2 separate regions of the Gossypium arboreum genome follow, and region 2 is linked to region 1. A link is a contact called in public Hi-C data. All regions are on one chromosome and are shown on one strand. The core of a region is the stretch at or near the end of the contact, and the rest is flanking DNA. Distances in the headings are between cores, read along the strand shown.

Region 1 (4,061 bases), core at 1,110-3,609:
ATAATTTAGTTTCTTCGGCTTTTTATGCTAATTTTAAATGTTTTATAAAAATAAATTCCATTTTATGATTTTCGGATATTATTTAAAGTATTTTTATATTAATTTTTAAGTAAATAAAACAATCAATAAGTGTTATAACATTTTTATTGGATTTTTCATATAAATATTTTTTAGAAATTAAAAAATTATCTCTTTAATATATAACCATTGTATAAAATTATTTTAAATATTAGTATTACAATTTTAACAGGAAATAATACATTATGATTTTTTTCTCTCTTAAATCTGGTTAAAGCTATACAGCTAGGAAACCTACAAGTGTGAGGTGTCATAAATTTGGTCATTAATCCAAAACTGCTGTCCAATAAGTAGTTGAGACCAGATAGGCCTACTTTATGCATGTGGAAGAAAAAGTGTAATACAACATTATTCCCTCTAATCATTACCCTACCAAATGTTTAACTCTTTCATTTCCCATTTTTTTAATAAATAAAGTAAATAGAGAGTCAAATCATAAAATGGGTAGATATCATTTTTGACAAATAATTGCATAAACTAAAATTAAAAAAATTGGGAGGTTTTTTCTTTTATTTTCTTTTCTTATAATTTGATAAGTATTAAAATGTTAGCAACTTGACTCTTTCATTGGAATTATGGACTGTCCTTCCACCAACCTTGATAATATGGACAAGCATCGCACAGAGAACATATCTACTGCACTCTTTGGAAACTAAATAATTATGAATTAAGTACCAAAACAATGTCTAACTTTCTACAGCATGGACTATCATTCTTGCAATGAATGAATCATATTCCTAGTTGCCATGGTCGTATGACCCACAAACACAGGCTTTTATATTCTAATTTGACACGAGAATCTCTTATTTTGGTGATTGATAAAAATTCTCCCATTCATATATACCTAACCTTAAATCATTACTTCATTAAAAACTATTTTATTAAATGTCATTAAATTCTTTTATATTTACATAAGATAGCCGTTATATTTAAAATTTTAGATGGACTAAAAGAAGTACCTTATATTGACATCTAGATTCATAGAAATTATATAAATATTAATACCCACCATCAATCAATGTTTTATTTAGTTAAGTTATAGGTCCCTTTTATTTTATAAAATGACAAAACGGTGCATTTGAAAAATGAAAAGTACTAAAAATTATGAAAAACTCAATAAAAAATCATAGCATAAAAAAGAGGGGGTTGAAAAATGAAAATCTTTGAAAAAAAAATGAAATATCTCTTATTGGGAATAAGAAGAAATTATCAATATATGTTAGAGTTGTGTGATCCGAATTCTTGCTAAAGAAATAATATAATGGTAAAGTTAGGGGATCTGTGGTGGGCTTAAGGCCGATGGCCGAAGTATATAGATGTAGAACTACGCTATATGTTGCATAAGTAGAATTTGTATAGTACTACGCTTCTTTTATTTGACTTTGATTAGAATAAGGTTTTTCAGTCTTTAAATAGATGTAGTTGGAACTTTTCTTATATCATTCGATTTTTTAACACTAGTCAATTTTCTTCTCCCCTGCCCGTAGTTTTTCCCTAAAAGAATTTCTATATAATTTCTTTGTGTTTTATTTTTCTTTCTTATTTTATCATTATTAATATTTAATTTTACTTTATGTATCAATATTGAAATCTATTTTCTAATTTCAATGGGACATATGTGCTTCTTGACAAAGGCAATAAAGCTTGACTATGAACAGTGGTTAAGATTTTGTTTTATTATATTGTCCTTTATGAAGATCTTTTGTTGCGTGGTTTTCACCCATTTTTATAGTCCCATTAGAAAGAAAATTCCAACACATTTTGCACCATCAAAAGCAAAACCTTGCACTCTAGGGTTTCCATTCCCCCTCCTAATGGGGTTGATTTGAAGTGATGCAAAGTTTGTGAAAAAGCATAAATGATGGAAAGGTTTTGTCCTTGGGAATGGGGTTGTTGAGAGGTATGTGTTGCTTGGTGGCGTGGATTTAGAATGTAAATGTAATGTTAGTATTTCAATGTGTAAATTTGAGAAGAAACCTTAGAAAATAATGTATCATCATTCATAAAAAGGTTAATAATTGTATAATGTTGAAGTTCTAATACATGTATTTCTCTACCCTCATCTTTCACATATTATTATTCATCGTACCATATTATATTTATATAAATTTTGATATATTCATATCATATTTGTATTATTGTGTCGTATTTGTGCTATATTTAAATTTCTTCTCCTTTATATTGTATTTGTATATTATGTGACCGTTTCTTATCTGTTATCACCAAATCTACTATGCATTCACAAAAATGTGGTTGTAGGCGTCTAGCAAAGTGAGGCTTTTTGTTGTACACTTGGGGAAAGAGTAGTCTAATGGGCTGGGTTTGGTACAAAGTAGTTGAACGTACTAATTTGATGCTTCTTGTTGAGGTTGAAGTTTTTATTACCCAACATTGTTTAAATCACTCATAAGTTCAAATATCTAAAAGTGATGATGGTAGAAATTGGGCTAAATTTCTCATCAAGGGTTGGGCTTCAATGTATATATATATATTCAAGAAACGTGGTCCATTTGGGTTAGAAATTAGAATAATGTGACCAATAAGTTTCTAAATTCTGAATGTTCAAAAAATGATTGTGGCTAATATATGGATACTTTTCCTCTGCTTTGACTTTGAACTATGAACCCAACCTAAGATATTCAGCCTGCTTGCTAAAAAGAACAATAGGAACCACTACCATGCTAAAATAAAAAGGACAAAGAGATACCAGCTTATTATTTGAAGCCACAAAGTTTGATGAAGAGGAAAAAGAAAAGTAAGTTTGTAATGATGTTTTTTTTTTTTCCTTTCTTCGAGGGGGGGACGGTTGACAATTTATTTTCCTCAAATTTGGTTTGGGCCCGAAATTAAGCCCAAATTATTATCTATAAACCGTTATTTTATTTTAAAAATTATACTTTTATTAATACATTTTTATAATTAATTTAAATAAAAGCTACTTTTTTAATGTCAAATAGTAACTTGAGCCTTTAATTACAAATATCCTTACCAGTAGGCTTGGCATAATAAACTTCATTTGTCGGGCCACTTATTAAAACTCAAAGATTTATTCAGAAAGTGTGAGGGTCTAAGTAAAAATATAAGTTTAAAAAATGGGTTTGGACAAAAAAAGACTCATTTTCTAAACAGACCGAACTTCAGGTAAGATTTTTTGGCCCTGACCTTACTTGGCTCGAATTTGCCTAATTTTTTTTTACTGTTTTTTACTATCATTTTGATGTTGTTTTGTTATCATTTGCTATTATATTGTTACTATTTTGTTATTATCGTTTAGATATTGTATAACTCTTATTTTATTATTGATTTTGTTACTATTTTAAAGACATTTGTTTGTTAAGTTACAACTATCTTAGTGTTATTTAAGTATAAAACTTTTTTAAATGTATTTTCAGTTTGTTGGTTAATATTTTTAGTGTATTTGATGTATTATATTTTTTAAACTTGTTTATAAAAAAAATTAATACAAGCGCCAAGCTTCGAGTTTAGCATTTTTATCCTATTGAGTTTGGACAAAATTTTAAAACTAGTTTTCGAGGTAAAATAACTAATCCTTAACTCCTAATAATTTTAAGTTACCTTAAAAAATTAATATGCGTTTTTAAATATTTTATTATATTCATACAAGGTATTTATCAATTTTTTATATTACTTGTGAAGTTTAAAATTTTTATTTAGAGTGTATTGAACATTTTCCATAATTTTTACTGTTTTGAGTTCTTTTATCCTTCCCTTTAAAATGTTTGTGGATATTAAGTGAAGTATATTTTTAATAATAGTAGAGGATAAAATTGTAAATTTAAAATTGATATGAATAGAAGAATAAAATATTAAGATATTTACTACACCATCTTTGATTTTGTCAACCTAAATGAAATGGATTAGGACGAAAGAGAAATATTTCTTTGTGCTACATGTTATATTGGAGACCATACCTAAAAGAACCCTTGGTGAAAATATCAATTAAAAGACTTGTGTCTGAAACA
Region 2 (3,545 bases), core at 762-3,261, 38 kb before region 1:
GCATAAAGAGAAGAGCTGTGAAATTGATTGCTATAGCTCCTCTGAAGATGGTGAGATTGCGTTTTTATTGACAAGCTTAGTGCTTGCCTATCAAGCTTTAGCTTTCCGGTAGCCACTTGCGGTGTGCAAGTAACTTTAGGTTCAAGAAAGGTAGTAGATGACAAAGACCTAGGGGGTGAACCAGGAAAGGAAAGCTTGTAATGAATGGTAAGCCCTTGCAGTGCAATGAATAAGCTATCGATGTCAGCAAGTAATCTAGCAGGGAGTTCCCGTTCATCATGAGGTTGCCCAAAAGGCTTTCGCCTTGTTTCACTATCACTTTTTGGAGTTTTCCCTGCAGAGGGAGTGGGAGACCGTGGAACCTTCTGGAAGCCAGAGAAAACATTCTTGCAAGAAAGAACCTGCAATAACATGAATGTTACATCCAAAATAAAATATCAATATTCCTACTAAGGAACCAAAAGCCATGAAAGGTAGAAATTAACTCCTAAAACGCCTGAATTTTGTTTCTGTATTCATTTAGTTACTTCACTTTGTAGTTAAATTTTTGCACCTAAATAATTGCTAGAAAAACAATAAGACAACTATAATGCAGAACCAATTCTAACATTATCATTTCATACTAGCGTAAAAACGCATTTTATTCTTCAAAAGTTGCTTCTTTTTTTTTATTCAGGAAGCAAAATTAATAGAAACGAATGAGAATTTTTTTTTTAATCGCAACATAATTATGTTATATCAAGTAAAATCAAGCTTTTTTGTTTTTAGAAAAAAAAAAAGAAAAAGAAATTGCTCTGTGAAACAAGAACACTAACTGAAAAACCCAATGGCTACTTTATACAATGAAAAACTCAAAATAGAAATTGAAAAAAATAAAAGAAAATAAAAGGAAGCTCGAAAACTTACAGCTTCAGGGTCAACTCGATGAAACAAAAGCTTTCTCCTTGCTCTGCAACTTGTTCTATAAGCAATTACAGTGTGACCAAGTGCGAAAACTACTGATGAAAGAAATAAAACAGGCATTCCCCACGATTTCTTCCAATGAAGCCTTTGGCTTGTCAACGAATAAGCCGACGAGGATGCCTCTGCCTCTATTCGAGAATTCACCGTAAAAACACACGCCTTAATTGAAAGTAGAATAATCGAAACAAATGCGCATAAAGTAACCGTTCCTGCATAAGGTCCATGGGATAATGCTGGGCCATCACACATCGAATATACACCTGCAAATTATAAACATAAACATAAACAAAATGAGAAAATGTATAATGATTCCTTTCATATATATATTCTTGTCAACAATGAAAGAGAGCGATCGTACAAGTGATGATGATAGATCTGAGGATGGAAACGAGAGGGATATCGATTAAGGAGTTTTTGAAAGCGTAAAGACGAAAGTGTTGGTTGAAACTGTAGCAGGTGACGCACGTGAAGCTTGAGAGTAAAAGGAAAGGGACCATGATGTCGCCTAACGCCACCAGCAACGGCAGAGACGATCCTATAAGCGACGCTAACATAGCCACCATGAAAATCGCCGTCCGTACGATCCTCCTTCCTTTTTCTACCACCATCCATGCTTTCATCGCCATTGTCGAGAATAGAATCGGACGGCCACAATATATTCTTCCAGATTTGAATACAAAAAGAAAAGAAAGAAAGTTTTTCCCCTTTATTTTTTGTTAAACAGAACTATGTTGGAGATGAAATCCTGGAGAAAACCAATTGAAACGCCGCATGCGACGGCATTTCGGCGGTCCGTCGGACAATGGAAAAGAGGTGGAAAGGGAAGTTCAGTGATGGCAGACTCCGAAAAGGAGTATGGTTGTGGTGGTTGATGGCAACTCCTGCATTATGTTTGAAGGTAATGAGTTGTCTCTCTCTCTCTCTCTCTGTGTTTTTCTGAATCCTTTGTCTCACTGTTTTTCGCTGTGTTTTCGTTTCTCTTTCTCCTTCGTTGTTCTCTCTTTCCCTTTTTCTTTTTTTTCCTTTTCATATATATAGACTGGCTTATTACACTGAAATGGTATATTTATGGTTTTAGGGACTATAGCATAGTAGGTTCAAGTTTGTAAATTTATTTTAGGGTTAAACTTGATTTTAATATTTTTATATAAAAATTCTTGTAATAATAGGCTCTCTTTTTTTTACTAAAATATTATAAAAATAATTATTATTTTATCAAAATTACATGTATCCAAAATTATTTACTAAAATATTATCTTTTAAACAATAATTTAGATTTTTTTATTTTTTATATCTAACTTGAAATCTTGAGGTGACAAAAATTCTTACATTGGGATCTCAAATCTTCATCCTATATTGTTTTGGTAAGTAATTTTAAACATATTTTATTTAAATAATATTTTTTATAATATTTAGGTCAAAAGCTTGTAATAATATTTATTAATTAAATAATTATTTAATTGACTCATAACATTAATTTAATTAAGAAGTTAAATTTAATATAGTAATATAATTATATTATTTATATTAATATATAAAATTTTATGTTAAACATTGTTAAACAATTTTAATTTATCAATAATTTAATTAAAAAAATATTGATTTTGTTTTATATGATTTAGGTGGATAAATATGAAATATGAAAATTAAATTATTAAAATATTAATTTTACAAACTTACAGGAGTACATAAATATAAGTGGATTATTCACATTTAATTTAAATTCTCATCTAGTTTTATTATTATAAAATAAAATAAAATGGTATGTTTTTAATATATATAAATATATATATCTAGTATAAATACTAACAATAAGGTTTTGAATAACTTGGAGAAGAAGTGAATGAAAAATAAAAGGTTAAAATGGGTGTTTGTTTTGAGTGAATTTGTATGGTTTTGAAGAATAATAAATTAATTTTGTCGTTATATTAAAATGAATTACTGTAATCTTAAACTGCGAATAATGATTAATAAGAATAAACTGGTTGATATTGAATCTGACAGCACTTGATTCTGCCTTGCACCATATCTGCCACTGCACTGCCATCCCTTTTTATTTTGTTTTTTACAATGTCTTTTACTTTTCTTTGGACCGATTTGCCCTGTCCCCAAATTCTCTCTTCTCTTCTCTTTTTTTTTTTTTATTCAAATATGTATTCCATCAATTAAATTGTGTTGATATGGCATTACTAGCTAATTCACTAGTGCCACATACTAGCCTCTCATTGTGCTGGAAAATATAAATTTAAAAAATATAAAAAATTATTTTTACCACATGACATTATAAGAGATTACTATGTGAGACCATCAGATTGACTAGAAACATCAGAGCAATTTAATCTCTATCAATTTCAAAAGTAAGCAATTACGGACAGATTATCACGACGTTAATGTTTTTCATCAATTGTACATTATTTTAATTGATATAATAGCAAATTTAGCTCTCAAAGTTTACACATTCTATTAATTTGGTATTGATTTAACAAATCTAACTTGTAACATTTATGTAAATGTGTAAAAATTGAGGTTGAATTAGGCCAAATTGACAAAATATGTTAACATTGAGGGTTAAAAGTGTTATT

What was found. Hi-C and Micro-C count contacts between places; a contact is called where the count stands out from the background.
Region 2: a contact with region 1 is called in a Hi-C map of leaf, with 8 times the contacts expected there. The contact joins the promoter of LOC108487353 here to the enhancer-like site in region 1. A contact is called at or near these places in 2 of 5 Hi-C or Micro-C datasets (both in leaf).

Annotation. Positions count from the first base shown.
Region 1 is chr10:9,988,054-9,992,114 of ASM2569848v2, reverse strand. No RefSeq gene overlaps it. Among protein-coding and RNA genes, the nearest start is that of LOC128281486, 17 kb to the left of the region's middle. Within about 2 kb of position 2,359, at least 2 of the 2 cell types and tissues checked have an H3K27ac peak or open chromatin away from gene starts, as enhancers often do. A contact at or near this core is called in leaf, where this site is marked.
Region 2 is chr10:10,026,718-10,030,262 of ASM2569848v2, reverse strand. It overlaps LOC108487353, which reads right to left and starts at 2,011. Exons shown (of 7, transcript XM_017791670.2): 1 at 1,322-2,011; 2 at 907-1,223; 3 at 1-401. The coding sequence starts at 1,589.